2 separate regions of the Danio rerio genome follow, and region 1 is linked to region 2. A link is a contact called in public HiCAR-type data. All regions are on one chromosome and are shown on one strand. Each heading gives the region's core, a stretch centred on a gene start, on an enhancer-like site or on the middle of the called end of the contact. The rest is flanking DNA. Distances are from core to core; before and after follow the strand shown.

Evidence for each region. HiCAR-type assays count read pairs that join an accessible place to other places.
Region 1: a contact with region 2 is called in a HiCAR-type map of caudal fin, with 4 times the contacts expected there. The contact joins the promoter of asns here to the promoter of sdhaf3 in region 2. A contact is called at or near these places in 4 of 18 Hi-C or Micro-C datasets (caudal fin, embryo and an unstated tissue) and 1 of 4 datasets of contacts at active chromatin or transcription factors (caudal fin).

Annotation. Positions count from the first base shown.
Region 1 is chr19:28,089,402-28,094,122 of GRCz12tu, reverse strand. asns (asparagine synthetase) reads left to right here and starts at 1,682. Exons shown (of 12, transcript NM_201163.3): 1 at 1,682-1,747; 2 at 3,419-3,674. The coding sequence starts at 3,426. bloc1s4 (biogenesis of lysosomal organelles complex-1, subunit 4, cappuccino) reads left to right here. Exons shown (of 5, transcript NM_001003475.1): 5 at 1-145.
Region 2 is chr19:27,937,906-27,942,331 of GRCz12tu, reverse strand. It overlaps sdhaf3 (succinate dehydrogenase complex assembly factor 3), which reads right to left and starts at 2,174. Exons shown (of 2, transcript NM_001005926.2): 1 at 1,760-2,174. The coding sequence starts at 1,936. It also overlaps a transcript of c1galt1a not described here.

The DNA.
Region 1 (4,721 bases), core at 433-2,932, 150 kb before region 2:
CACCACAACAAATATTGTTTGTCATGGACCATTTACTTTTATACTTAAATGTCCATGGACGGTTGTGTTCTGCTAATTGTTAATGATGAGAATTGTGACTAATGATTGTCTATTTGTAATAAATTTACAGATGTAGCCTAGAGCATAAAGAGACAACTTTTTGTTACACATGTGCAAGTATGGTTGTTATTGGTCAACTGAACAAGTCTGAAGGTAGCTTTTTTATGTATATGTTTCATTTTTGTATTAGGAACTACAAAAAAGTTGTGTGTGTATGCAAGGTAAAAGTAACAATAACAGGCTTCATTAACCCTCATAATGCATTTAGTATCTGGGTGCTCTCTTTGAATTTAATGTCCAGTGGAACCTAAAAAAATGTTAGCTTAAAAACTGTCATAATATCTGGATATACAGTTTACATCTCACCAGTCACTTCAGGATTTTAAGAGTCTTAAAGTATCTCAAGATCAAAAAAAAAAAGAAAAAAATGTGATATACATATACATACACACACATGTAGCAGAACACAATAATTGAAGTGTACTGTGTAATGTCCTAAGTTTTGAGCCATTAGAAAAGCTGTCACTTTAGATTTTAAAAAAAATGTAAAAGTGTATATTATAATAATTATAAAAATAACAAGTTTTCTCAAACCCATACCTAGTAAATCCAGAGAAACAAAATAGAGAGTATTAAAGTGGTATATATGAATAGCAGGGGTTTCCAAACTCAGTTTTGGAGGGCTAGTGCCATGAATAGTTTAGCTCCAGCTTCCTTCAACATGCTTGCCTGGAAGTTCCTAGTACAGTGGTGTCCAAACTCAGTCCTGGAGGGTCGGTGTTCTTGAGGGTTTAGCTTCAACCCTAAACAAACCCACCTGAACCAGCTAATCAAACTCTTACTAGATATATTAGAAACCTCCTATCAGGTGTGTTGAAGCAAGTTGTAACTACTCTGCAGGCTACCGAATCTCCAGGACCGAGTTTGGACACCCCTGTTGTAGTATTTCTACAAAGAGCTTGATTAGGTTCAAGTGTATCTTATTGGGGTTGGAACTGAATTCTGCAGTACACCAGCCCACCAGCACCCCCTGTGTGTGAAATAATGATTTTGAATATATATTTATATATGTATTGGCGCAGTAGGTAGTGCCGTCGCCTCACAGCAACAAGGTTGCTGGTTCGAGCCTCGACTGGGTCAGTTGGCGCTGCTCTATGGAGTTTGCATTTTTGTATGTATTATAATATAATAGCTGTACTATTATGTATATAAAACTTTGTTAATAAGATTAAGGAAATATATTTTCTTTTTATGTAAAGGTTCTGTTTTGCAGAAAACAAAACCAAACAAAACATTTTAACATTAACACTCTCAAAGTACTCAATTTCTAAAAGGAAAAAAAATCTTTCCAAACCAAATTAAAATAACTGCATTACCAAAGTAAGTGAACTAAGGGTATTGACTCTGGGTATTGCTTACAAAAGGAACAGTTAGCATCAATATATTTTTGTGTTTTATTAAGAGAAATGAATTAGTATACGTCAGTTCATCATCAGTACTTCCAGTTCTAGTACGCTGAGCAGTCACATGACGAATTACGACCAATCAGCGGCGACTATCACTCTGAAGCAGCAGAGGACACAGAAACGCCGCACATGTGTTTCATCATCCGAACTTCAGTGCGAAACACGGGAAACGCGACCTATCTCTTATTCTCGACCAGTGCTGACCAAATAAATCCTTAAAGGTAGTATTCTTTATGTGTGGTTTTACGTCATACGCACTGTTTAATGCGTTCATATGCAATCAGAAGTACAGCCTCCGACTAAACAAGTATTAATAATCAAAGCAGCTCTTTCTGCCATATGTTAGTTTCAGCAGCAGTAACGTTAGGCTATTAATGTTAAAATTGAACAGCTTATTTTGTATAACGTAGCTAATGTATTGCTTACATGCATTTTACAGTTATAAGGTTTATCTGTGCAGTTTAACAGTTAAGTTGCTCAAGCCAGCTATGTGTATGTGTGGGCCGGTTTTGCAAGTCAGGAAGTATTGATGACAGGATAAAAGCTCCTATTAATAATATGAACAATTTGGCTATTATAATATTACGCATAAGTTACTTGCTAGTGTAACCAATTCACGTAAATTGCGCATCTGCTAATCGGCTTTAATACTTTTTTTTAAAGAATGTAAAAGATACGTTTTACTTTTAGTTGTGTATATATGTATTATGTTTATTGTTGTTGTTATTGACAATATTGACCAATTAACAGTAAGATGTTTCAATGCAAACATAGTGCAGCAGTATGAATCTCATTATTTCTCTTTAAGGGAGTTTATATATATATATATATATATATATATATATATATATATATATATATATATATATATATATATATATATATATTAAGCAATAACTTATACACTTTTAAGGCAGTTAAAGCTACTAACTTGATAATCAACAGTATGCTTTAACTGAAAGAAAATTTCAAGCAAGATGGCTCATCAGCGGAAACTCGAAGCTAAATACAGTAGTACATTACTGCCCTGCTTTTTCAGCAACAATGGTTGCAAAAGTACTTTATCCTTTTCACCCTATTCTTTCTGATAAAAGCAGGCTCAGCCATTCAAACATTATTTACTCGAGATTTAATGACTCATTCACTTCCATAGATTTTTAGCTGTAAAAAAGTTCATTATGCTGCTTGATGTTGATATTTTCTTATAAAATGCTATTTTTATTTATTACATTTTCTATTTATTTACACACTGTTTGTAAAGCAAGTAGTTCGACTGTTTTTGGCGTTTGTTGTTTCTAGTAATTTTCCCCATAGATACATGAATCGAAAGTCCTAAAACAACTCTGAAGAAAAAAAAAAAAAGAGTCAAAAACTGAAGAGTCAAAAAGTCAAGAGTTTTTTTTTTTTAATATTCAAAATCAATATCTCACATAGATGTATATGAAACAATTACTTGTTTATATGCATACTAGGCAATAAACTTGAAACTAAGTATTTTGAGAGCAAGTAAGCAAGCTAAAGGTGTATTCTTTCTCACCTTGCTCGCTTCTACTCTCTGATTGGTTGATTATTATTTTTTTTTCAAAATTTTTTCCTTTACTTTTATTGAACTGTACCTTTAAACCTGATAGATTTAATTCTAATAGGCCCAATGAACACTACATTTTGTAGTATATATAATTTGCAGTAACCATTTTGTTCTATAAACTTAACTAATACATTTTTATGTACTGTATATTTAATTTAAGCTCTTTTAATTCACTTGTCATTTTCACTTTTCATGGGATTGCAGTTTGGCTTGTTAGTTTGTGCCCATTTTAAAATATGATTTTTTAAATTATATTTATTATATTCTACTTAATAATACCTTTGATGTTGTTATTAATCCGCAGCATCAGAATGTGTGGCATATGGGCCTTGTTTGGTAGTGATGAGTGCCTTTCAGTTCAGTGCACTAATGCCATGAAGATCTTTCATCGTGGACCGGATGCTTTCCGCTTCGAGAATGTCAACGGTTTCACTAACTGCTGCTTTGGGTTTCACCGTCTTGCGATTGTGGACCAGCTTTATGGCATGCAGCCTCTGCGAGTCAAAAAGTTCCCTTATCTGTGGTTATGTTACAACGGTGAAATCTACAACCACATCAAGGTTGGTAACAGTGTTTTTGACATCTCATCTCAATGAATCCACTGAATTACTGAAAGTCTTACTTTTTTATTTAGAGGTATTAAAATATTTGAAATTTTTGTATTTATTTGAATAAAAAACACTTCAGACTACATGGCCTAAATGTTTGTGTAACAGATTTCTTTGTTGGATCACAACCAACGGTTTGGAACACGTGGCACGTGGATTAATATCTATATATGTATATGTATGTATGTATGTATGTATGTATGTATGTATGTATGTATGTATATGTGTGTGTGTATATATATATTTTTTTTCTCACATTTTTTTTTTTCTCACAGAGAGATCGACTCTTGCGTCATACAAATCACATATATGAAAGCATTTAGGCTTTCCTGTGTTTTCTGTCACTACTTGTTTAGGCTGCATCAATGCATTCAGTGTAAGCTGCATGATTAATCATTAAAAGATCGGGATCTCAACACCCACGCAACATAAATTATAGACCTTTTTCGTGTTTTGTGCCATTTAAATGAAGCCTCGTCATCACTTAAGTGATAATTTTCTCTTTTTTTTCAAATATATAACCAGCTTAAACAAATGTAAATCACCAAAATGTACTGTCCCACAAACAGATTGATTAAAAGACTGGCACAAAGTGAAAATAAAGTGGCATTTTGAAATGACAGAAAAACGCATACAGTACCATGGTAAAAACTACACGATATAAACAAACTAAAAGAAACACAAACGGCTCCTGATTAGAATCAACATGCAAATCAGCCAGCAGAGTATCAGTAACATACTTTTATTTTTTGGAAATTGCATGGCTATTACATACCTGTTAAATTTCATGCCAGCAATATGGTTTGCTCAATAATGCAGTGATCTATTGTGTGTGTGTGTGTGCGTGTGCGTGTGTGCGTGCGTGTGTGCGTGTGTGTGTGCGTGCGTGCGTGCGTGTGTGTGCGTGCGTGTGTGCGTGTGTGTGTGCGTGCGTGCGTGCGTGCGTGTGTGTGCGTGTGCGTGTGTGTGTGTGTGTGTGTGTGTGTGTGTGCGCACGTG
Region 2 (4,426 bases), core at 925-3,424:
TTAAAGTATAGTTAATAATACAAATATTGCATATTTTAAATGTGTATTAGTTTACTTATTGACAATAATAAAAAAAGGCCTATGTGGGAAAAAAATCGTATTTTTGTAATAATTCTGATTATATTTATATGTTATATTTGCTGCCTTATTGGGACAATAATAATAAAATGCTGAAGAAAGACAAAAAAAGATTAGTACTAATTCTAAATCGTTTAATTCATATATTAAAAAAGAGAATATCAGGATAAATTGATGCATCTGAGGTTGCCACAGTGGAATGAACTGCCAACTTATCCATCACGTCTTTTAAGCAGCAGATGTCCTTCCAGCAGCAACCCATCTCTGGAAAACATCTACACACACACTCATATACACACATACACACACTCATACACTACCGACAATTTAGCCTACCCAATCCACCTGTACCACATGTCTTTGGACTATGGGGAAAACTGGAGCACCTGGAGGAAAACCACGCGAACACAGGGAGAACATGCAAACTCCACACATAAACGCCAACTGACCCAGCCGAGGCTCGAACCAGCGACCTTCTTGCTGTGAGGCGACAACACAACCTACTGTGCCACTGCGTCACCTAAATTGATGCAGTATTAAAATAAAAACAAATAAATACATTTTAAAGTTGGAATAAATAATATAATACGCTAGAATAAGATGAATGTAAAATGTAAGCAAAATTATCTAAATTTTATTAAAATGTAAAAATATAAATTACATGAAAGCACAAAAAAATTGTAAAAATATTATTTAAATAAATAATTGAGTAAATAAATATGTCATACAGTGTAATGTTTTTCAATAATTTAACTACAGTAAAGTACCTAGTTATTAACCAGTATGGAATTACTACATTATGTATCACACCGGGTGACACTGGGGCTCAGTGGTTAGCACTGTCACCTCACAGGAAAAAGGTCGCTGGTTCAAGTCCCTGCTGGGTTAGTTGGCATTCCTATGTGGAGTTTGCATGTTCTCCCCGTGTGTGCCGGTTTCCCCCACAGTCCAAAACATGAGCTATAAGTGAATTGGATAACACAAAATTGGCTGTAGTGTGTGTGTGTGTGCGTGTGTGTGTGTGTGTGTGTGTGTGTGTGTGTGCATGTGTGTGTGAATAATTGTGTATGGATGTTTTACAATACTGGGATGCAGCTGGAAGGGCATCTGCTGTTTAAAACGTGCTGGATAAGCTGGCGGATCATTCCTCTTTGGCAACCCCTGAAAATTAAAGGGACTAAGACAAAGGAAAATTAATGAATGAATATTTACACCTCACTAAACTGTACTTTTTAAACTTTTATTATTAAATACCGTGACCATTCTGACTAGTACCAACATAGAACAAGCAGTTTAAAAAAAAACTTGTTTCTAGTGATCATTACAAAGGTTCCTAGTGTCTAATAAATAACAGCTTGTATCTAACGTTAATAATATATTTATAAACATTTATATTATAATAGGCTATAAATAATATATTTAGTATAATAACGTAATAAGCAGGAACCTAAAGAAAATACACCAGCAGCTGACTAATAAGAGCTAGTACTTCACTGAAAAAAATACTTGTGTGCTGTCTAGTACAAGTTATGTAGATTACATGTTAAATATACTCCGCCAGAAGGGTGAGCTAACGTTATTTGCTTAAAATTTACACTCTTTGAAAAGAAATTAAACATTTATTCGGGTAAATAAAATACACAGGCCTGGTGTCAATTAAAATGTATTTGCTTTCTCTTACCTGCCATTCCACCATGAAGTGTTTGGCCTCTTCATCTGAAGAAGTCTTGTGTCTCCTGAACTCATCCTTCACATACTGGTCGCCCAGAGCCCGCAGGTCAATGGGCAGAAATCGGTGAAGCACCAGGATTTTCTTATACAAAGTCCGAACCGCTGATATATGTGCTGGATTTGCCATTAGGCTACTTTTCTGCCAGTGAACTTTGTATGAAACTGATATGATTCACAATAACGCACTGCAGCAGCCCAGAACACGAGCTACTTAAATCATAGCTTATAAGAGAGACGGACAGATTACTTAATACAAATACAGTAATTACATAAAATTTATTACCAAGTGCATGCCCTTGTGTACATGCTGGTTTCTTCTCCGCAGCGCTGTGTGTTATTGGAGCTGCTGCTGCCCTCTGCTGGCCTGTAGGATACATCGCATAAGGATTGTCGGAATTAATTTACATTAAAACAGGTAACTTGGTAAGTAATAACAGGCATTTTTGATGCATAATTGTTTCCTCTGACACGATACCTTAAATTGACTTTTTTCTTTAAATAAGATATATTACCATAGATGTACAAATAAGTTAAACTCAACCATGGCATTAGCTTGATATGATAGCTGATGCCATGCATAATATGACAGTGGTGAAAAACACAAGTAACTCCCGTGGTCGAATATCAGCTAAGTGTATAGAATTTTACAGAGAAATAAGTATTCTTCAGGAATAAATTCAACTCAAATCAATGGTCGGGTGATGGCGCTATCGCCTCTGATTTTGTATTGCAGTTTTTTTCAGTCGCTTTGGTAGCTTCTTAGATCAAAATTAAAATTCTCAAAACTACTGGTTCAATCTTCAGATCATAGTGTCACTTGTGCACATAAAAAAGTTTCATTGTAATTCTGATCAAAATGTATTATAATGTTATTATACGATAGTCTCACCACCACATTGTAAAATGTTTGGTTAAAGTTACAAACTCAAGTTCACTAGCTGCCATGAAAATGCGAGTCAACTCAACATAGAGAGATTCTTTGTTTCAACTTAAGATGTTGTGTTTTAGGTAAATATATTCTGTAACAACATCTTAAGTGGATACATCGAATCTCTCTAAGTTGAGTTTATTCATTCATTTTCTGCTTAGTCCCTTCATTCATCTGCCACAGCGGAATGAACCACCAACTAATCCAGCCTAACTAAGCCAACAAAATACCATTACATTCTTGCATTCACACACACACACACACACACACACACACACTATGGCCAATTTAGCTTATTTATTTCACCTGTACCACATGTCTCTGGACTGTGGGGGAAACCGGAGAACCTGGAGGAAACGCACACAAGAACATGCAAACTCTACAGAGAAACACCAACTGACCCAGCCGAGGCTCAAACCAGTGACCTTCTTGCTGTGAGGCGATCATGCTACCCACTGCGCCACCATGACAGCCCCACAAAGTTGAGTTGACTCACATTTTCAAGGCAGCTAAACCTGAGTTTGTAAGTTTAACCAATTGAAACATCACAACATTTAGGTTTTTGTTCATTGCAAGTCTTTACATGCATATGGGTTGAACAAGTGATCAAAAAATTTTGTCATAATCCATTTTTTATACATTTATATTTTGTTTTAAAAATCTGTCCTTAATTGGTATTGCTTCCAGGTGAATATTGACTTTCTCTAACTAAGATGCAAATGAAATTTCTACTTTTGTTTTTATCATTTGTGTTATGCAGGGCCCTTCTTTTTCGGTATCGTAATGGAATTACCTGTTAACAAATTACAGTACAAACAGTAAAGGTGTAAATGTGAATCTTGTCCAGTCTCTTGCAATCAAACACTAAGGTGTAACCGAAAAGTGAGAATATATTGATAATTAAAACTGTAGCCATAAATTACACAAGAACATCCCTCCAGAGTATACTGCTGTATTGACAACAAGTAATTTGTCTTATCAACAATGACTGTCTTATCAATACACAATGACACAAGGACTTGTCATTCTGACGGCACTGACATGTTCATTGACACAGATTTTTAGTCTTTAGAGATAAGCTAAGGATTTTTTAGCAAGAGACTGGCTTTTGCAGGTAATTCATGGTGTTTTGCTATTTTTTGTTTTGTTTTGTTTTGAGAAATGCACTAATACAGTTTTGCAAATTTAAATTCTGATTTGTGAAATTTACCGAAACGAATAAGAAAAACGGCAAAAGCTGCTTGCGCAATTCAATATAGCTACTGTACAAAAATAAATAGCCTACAATCATGTACATTCATCTGTTCATTCAATTGTTATTTTATCTATTGCTATATTTTTAATGATTAGTCTGTTGTAATGTATTACAAATTAATTCAGAAAGTTTAGAAATTTTCAAATAGGCAATATAATATAATATAATATAATATAATATAATATAATATAATATAATATAATATAATATAATATAATATAATATAATATAATATAATATAATATAATATAATATAATATAATAAGCAATGGAAATATTTTGCTTGGTTATTGAAAGACATCTTATCTGCTCACGTCTGTGTATAAAAACACAACAGCATGATAAAATAACAGGCTTACACTCACTGATTTTTGCTGATGCAGCAAAACTATGTTGCACAACCTGTAAATTCATCTGTGTGTTTAGGGCAGGAC